Linked DNA regions of Xenopus laevis: region 2 is linked to region 1. Evidence: chromatin contacts called from public Hi-C data. All regions are on one chromosome and are shown on one strand. The core of a region is the stretch at or near the end of the contact, and the rest is flanking DNA. Distances in the headings are between cores, read along the strand shown. Region 1 has its middle 14 kb from the start of mga.L. Region 2 holds the start of tyro3.L (TYRO3 protein tyrosine kinase L homeolog).

Evidence for each region. Hi-C and Micro-C count contacts between places; a contact is called where the count stands out from the background.
Region 2: a Hi-C map of the XTC cell line shows a contact between it and region 1, with 3 times the contacts expected there. The contact joins the promoter of tyro3.L here to the enhancer-like site in region 1. A contact is called at or near these places in 3 of 4 Hi-C or Micro-C datasets (the XL177 cell line, the XTC cell line and animal cap).

Annotation. Positions count from the first base shown.
Region 1 is chr8L:96,973,036-96,976,038 of Xenopus_laevis_v10.1, reverse strand. No RefSeq gene overlaps it. Among protein-coding and RNA genes, the nearest start is that of mga.L, 14 kb to the right of the region's middle. Within about 2 kb of position 1,523, at least 1 of the 7 cell types and tissues checked has an H3K27ac peak or open chromatin away from gene starts, as enhancers often do.
Region 2 is chr8L:97,072,815-97,075,817 of Xenopus_laevis_v10.1, reverse strand. tyro3.L (TYRO3 protein tyrosine kinase L homeolog) reads left to right here and starts at 1,534. Exons shown (of 19, transcript NM_001088754.2): 1 at 1,534-2,175. The coding sequence starts at 2,106.

The DNA of each region.
Region 1 (3,003 bases), core at 274-2,773:
TATTTTTTTTTTGTCTGCTTATCCCCATGCTAATAACAGATTGGACATTGAAACTTATTTTTTTAATTACTTTTTTTTATTTTTATATATTTATAAAAAAAAATAAGAAAGAAGTGTTTGTAATGGAGAGAGAAACCGTACAGGTTAATTTATTTTTAAAGTAAAAAAAAAAAAAAACTTGCCAGATTCCATGTCAGTACCTGATGCTGCAGGCTGCAGCAGTGGACAAATGGAGGCTTCAGAATCAGCACAGACAGTAATTGTCAACTCTGTTGACTGTAGTAACTTATAGCAGAATCCAGTTAGTGTTTAACCCTTTTTGCTCCTACTCGACTCCTGCGAACAGCCGTCCAGCCGAGGCCCTTACCACTTTGCAGAGCTGCTCAGTAACACTGGTTCTTGCTGCTGCAGGCACATGTGACATTGCGTCACTCCAGGACGGGTTGAGTTACATGCAGACGCAGCATCGCAATCGCCAGCCAGCAGTCATGTCCGGGAAGGGTTGCCACCTGCCCAGTATTTTACCGACCTGGCTGGTAAAAATGGTGGTTGATCCCAATGTTATTAATAGGGAAAAATTATAAATATATATAGGAAGGCCGGTATTTTTATCCGGAAAAGGTGGCAACCCTATTTCCAGGTGACTGGGACTCTCCAAAACGTGCCATTTGCCAGACAGTGTGAATGCAGAGTGAAGGGGGAGCGGGCGGGCTGGCAAGCAGGCTGGTGGGCCAGGAGCCAGTGGGCCCACTGGTATTCACAGAGCGGCTGGCTCTTGCACAGGATGCACTGCGCCACCAATGTCGGGACCCACCAGGTTTTCACCCGGTACCCCGGCAGGCCAGTCCGACCCTGATTCTTGTGGATGAATGGAAGCAAATCCCACCAACATTGTCTAAAAAGAGTAGAAGATGTTACAGTAGAAAGGGAGGACCAGAATAGTCCTCAACTGTTTTAAGCAGATCTGAAATATTCTACACCTAGAGACCCATTTACCAAAGGTCGAATTTCAAATTCGTGTGAATTTTTTTTTACTCTAATAAATTCGAATATACTCGAAATTCGATTGGAATACGTCTAAAACTTGAACTAATATTACTGACTCGAAAACTCAAATAGAATTCGATTGGATTTCTCAGAAAAAAAATTTTGAATGTCAGGAAGGCTATTAACATCTTCAAATGGGACCTCTCCCATTGACTTATACATGAACTCGGCAGGTTTTAGGTGGTGAATAGTCAATTTCAAATTATTCCCAGGGTAAAGGTTTGATAAATCTCTAATTTCTAATCTGAATTCGAATCGAGTTTGGATTATTCCCAATTCGAATTAGTGAGTTTTCACCAAAAAAAACACAATTTGAAAATTCTAATTTACTATTCGACCCTTGATAAATCTGCCCCCTCATGTGATCTTTTAGTTACCACACCACAGTTGCAGGCCCACACATTTCCCAGCTGTCCGTTGCACAAAAAATATCCCATTCATTAAAGGTACTCAAATCAAAATGCACATTTGTATAGTTGTTGTGGCCCCACTGCCTGCCTCCTGTCCTGAATTGAATGCTGCTGTGCCTATTGGTGCAAGGAAACCATGGTGCTACCACCACCTCCAAACAGGTGTTAACTCTGGGGTTCCCTTAGCGCAGCCTGATTTGCATCGAGGTGTAAGTGCAACAATGTTAATGTTGACACATTGGATGCAATTGCATCAGACACAGCTCCTGGAGACTGTAGTAAGTAAATGACCACCTAGGGCTTTCTAACGGGAGTGGGGAGTGCACATTAAATATTGTTCCTTGAGTTGTTTTGCTCCACAGTCCTCTTTGTATATTTAAACTATTCCTGAACAACATAGATAGTAAATAGAATATAATGCAGAAGGGCATTCAAAGAAATGCTCAATATAGAATAGTATGTTGGGCTTAAAGGAGAACAAAAGCTCCAATCCAAGAAGGGTTTCAAATGTTAGGGTAACCCCAAGTAATGACTTTACCTAAACCCCGGGCCAGTGCTCCTGTTCTCCTTTCTTCATGTTGGCACGTATGCCCAGTTAAAAAGCCAGCTTTTTTGCTCTTCTGCACATGCGTTGGTCCCTGGATTTTGAAGAAAGAAAGAAAGAAGGAAAGTAGAGGATCACTCGTTCACAAGTGCCCTGGGCATGTGCAGTTTTCTACTAATAGGAGCACTGGCCCATTGTCTCAAGTAAGTCATTACAATACTTGAGGCGTGCCCTAACATTTGGCACACTCTTTGGATTGGAGCTTTCCTTCTACTTCAATTCTATCTTGTTATCCTGCATGTTTGAAAGTTAGTCCTGTTATAATACCATCTGCAATCATTGCATCTTTCTAATATGTTCACTGTAAGCACATATTAATGTTTCATTACTGGAAGCACATATTGATAAGCAACACTACTGTGAGCACATAGCTATAGGTTCATACAGTAGCATGAATATCTTTAGGTGAAACTACTGTAAGCAGTGACCTTACACACCACAGGTGTATACTTGTCCCTTTATAAATGCATTGAATACAATTCACCTTGTTCACAATACTATATTTTTTCACAAACAAACATTTTGATAAAGTATATTGCATCAGTAACCATTATTCAGGTAAGGGACCTGTCATCCAGAATTCTCAGACCAGGGGGTTTCTGGAAAACAGATCTTTCCGTAATTTAGATCTTCATACCTTCTACTAAAAAATCATGTAAACATTAAATAAACCCAAAAGGCTTCCAATAAGGATTAATTATAGCTGAGCTTGTATCAAGTACAAGGTGCTGTTATATTATTCTATATATAATTCTGATTATTTGGATGAAATAGAGTCTATGGGTAATTTGTAACTTTCTGGATTATGGGTTTCTGTATAGTGGATTACATACATGTATTCATATGTTTCAATGTCTTATCAAAGCTTTCAGCACTGAAAATTGGATATACTTTTTTTTCTGCAAAAGATATAAGCCGTCTGTACACGTTCATTTTTTTTTT
Region 2 (3,003 bases), core at 285-2,784, 100 kb before region 1:
ACAAGCCAACAAGTTACAGACTCTGTAGAAACTGTCGGCTGGTTTATCTGCGCATACATGGCTACCTTTAGAATAAGTTGTAGCATTCGTTTTAATAATCTAACCAGTGACTGCTGAAGAGTAATTCCTCCCCCCGTGAGAGACAAGCATATATTCTTCCAACAATATGGCTATGGAAGAGCTAAATTCATACACAGGTAGGGTTGCCACTTAAATTGTATTTTACAGTCCTGGCCGGTAAAAATAATGCTTGATACCACTGTTAATAGAGGAAAAAATAAAAATACAGGAAGGCCAGTATTTTTTCCAACAAAAGGTGACACCCCTATACACAGGATTGCTTTAATAAATGGGCACAGTGGTCATTTGCCCACTGCCCACCATCATTCCTTCCATCTGCTATTACTTTTGACTAAACAATTCACCTGCAATGACAGACCCCTCATATGAATCCACATGGAGAGCACAGTAGTTACAGTATATTTTCTTTTTCCATTTTGTGATCATGATCATATTCCTATCGCTGTTAGCTTGGAGAGGTACAGCTGGACCCGCTAATTAGGGATGCACCAGATCCAGGATTCGGCCTTTTTTTTAGCAGTATTTGGATTAAGCTGAATCCTAAAGCCTGGTCGAACCGACTCTAAAAAAAATCACGTACATTTTCGTCATACAAAGTCAACATATTTGTGAACTGTGCGCTCAGCATGCGGTTCTCTTTTGCCCTTGGTTTCCTAATTTACATATACAAATTAGGGTTAAGATTCCATTTGGGATTTGGCTGAATTTTTTCATGATTCGGTTGAATCCTAAAATAGTGGATTTGGTGCATGCCTACCCTCAATGCTATCTTGGTACACACATCCCACCCCTTTATCGCCTGCCTTATTATTGTCTAGTTCACTTACGTGAGGGTAGTACTGTCACAAATATGTGGATAGCTGTAGGTGTCCTACCAATGAGGCCTTTGGCCCAATGACACCACAAATAAGTCCTGTTAATACAGCTATCTTATGTGTGCATCTGCATAAATAATCATTATTGGTAGAGTAGCAGTGAATGGGACAAATGATTAAATAGTAGGGAGCAGACTTTATTCCCTAAGAGGCAGTTATGTACAGGATATTGAAGGGATAAGGAGTGGGGAGGAATGATTATTTTCTTGGCATTATGATGATTGCTTTCTATTTACTTTGTTATTAATTCCATATGATCCCTGTGAATAATCCACTGTAAGAATGAACTACAGAGAAATATGTTATCACTCTTACTGTTTGCTTTCATCTTCTCTGATGTATTATGATGACTTACAGGACTGGTTTTCAATGTAACACGTTATTTAGAAATGTATTTGATGATTTGCTGTTGTGGGATTGTTGTAGAAATAGGAGCCTGCAGTGCCGCTATGCTGCCACTAGAGGGAGAAAGCCGATAGCTGAGAAGCCAAAATTCACACGCCTCTTCCTGCAAGATCCACTCCCAGGACTGAATCCTCCTTCTGCTCCTTCACTTTTGTGTTTTTCAGGAAAAGGAGGCGGCGGCGGCATCTCGGCTGTACAGTGAGTGGTTCTCGACTTACGTCTCTGTTACCTGGACGGCCGGCTGGAAGAAGCAGTGCAGCCGTGTAGCTTAGTAGAAAGCACTGCAGCAGGAGCAGGAGCGGCCGGGAGGGCGCAACGTGGGCAGTAGCGGTGGGACTGTGTTAGTGTGGGACTGTGTTAGTGTGGGTGGACAGGCACTGGGAGAGGTGAGCGCTGTCCTTGCCATTCTGCTTGGGAGGAAAGTGATGAAATGGATTGAGACAAGGCGGCTGCATCCGATTGTGAGCTCTGGGGGTCTGTCGTGTTACCGAGCGATCGCTCTGTGCTGTATGTAGCGTCCCTGGCGCTCTCCTTCCATCTGTTGCTCCGGAGCCGACTGCAGTCACTGGGTAACTTGGCTGAACCCGGGACAGCTGGACAGGGAGGGATCTCGGCTGCTGACTGCTGGGGGTTACTCTCGTCAGTCTGACCCGCTGTCTCCCCGGGATTCCTGAAGCGGAGGGGATCCGGCTGCCCGTGCAGGTGAAGCGCAGAGCCAGAGTATGGAGAGGCGGTGAGAAAGCAATGGTCTACCCCGGGCCCCCTGGCCTCATCGCGGGGCTCCTCCTGGCCGCCCTGTCCCTCAGCTGTGTAGGTAAGTGCCGCTGTCATTCCTTTACTCTAATCTACACTCCTTTGCTCTAATCTACACTCCTGTGCTCTAATCTACACTCCTTTACTCTAATCTACACTCCTTTGCTCTAATCTACACTCCTGTGCTCTAATCCACACTCCTGTGCTCTAATCCACACTCCTGTGCTCTAATCCACACTCCTGTGCTCTAATCCACACTCCTGTGCTCTAATCCACACTCCTGTGCTCTAATCCACACTCCTGTGCTCTAATCCACACTCCTGTGCTCTAATCCACACTCCTGTGCTCTAATCCACACTCCTGTGCTCTAATCCACACTCCTTTGCTCTAATCCACACTCCTTTGCTCTAATCCACACTCCTTTGCTCTAATCCACACTCCTTTGCTCTAATCCACACTCCTTTGCTCTAATCTAAATGCTCTAATCCACACTCATTTGCTCTAATCCACACTCCTTTACTCTAACCCACACTCCTTTGCTCTAATCTAAATGCTCTAATCCACACTCATTTGCTCTAATCCACACTCACTTACTCTAATTCACACTCACTTACTCTAACCCACACTCCTTTGCTCTAAATGCTCTAATCCACACTCATTTGCTCTAATCCACACTCACTTGCTCTAATCCACACTCACTTACTCTAATCCACACTCCTTTGCTCTAATCCACACTCCTTTGCTCTAATCCACACTCCTTTGCTCTAATCCACACTCCTTTGCTCTAATCCACACTCCTTTGCTCTAATCCACACTCCTTTGCTCTAATCCACACTCCTTTACTCTAATCCACACTCCCAGTATCTTCAGTAGCAGGAGGGAGCCATTA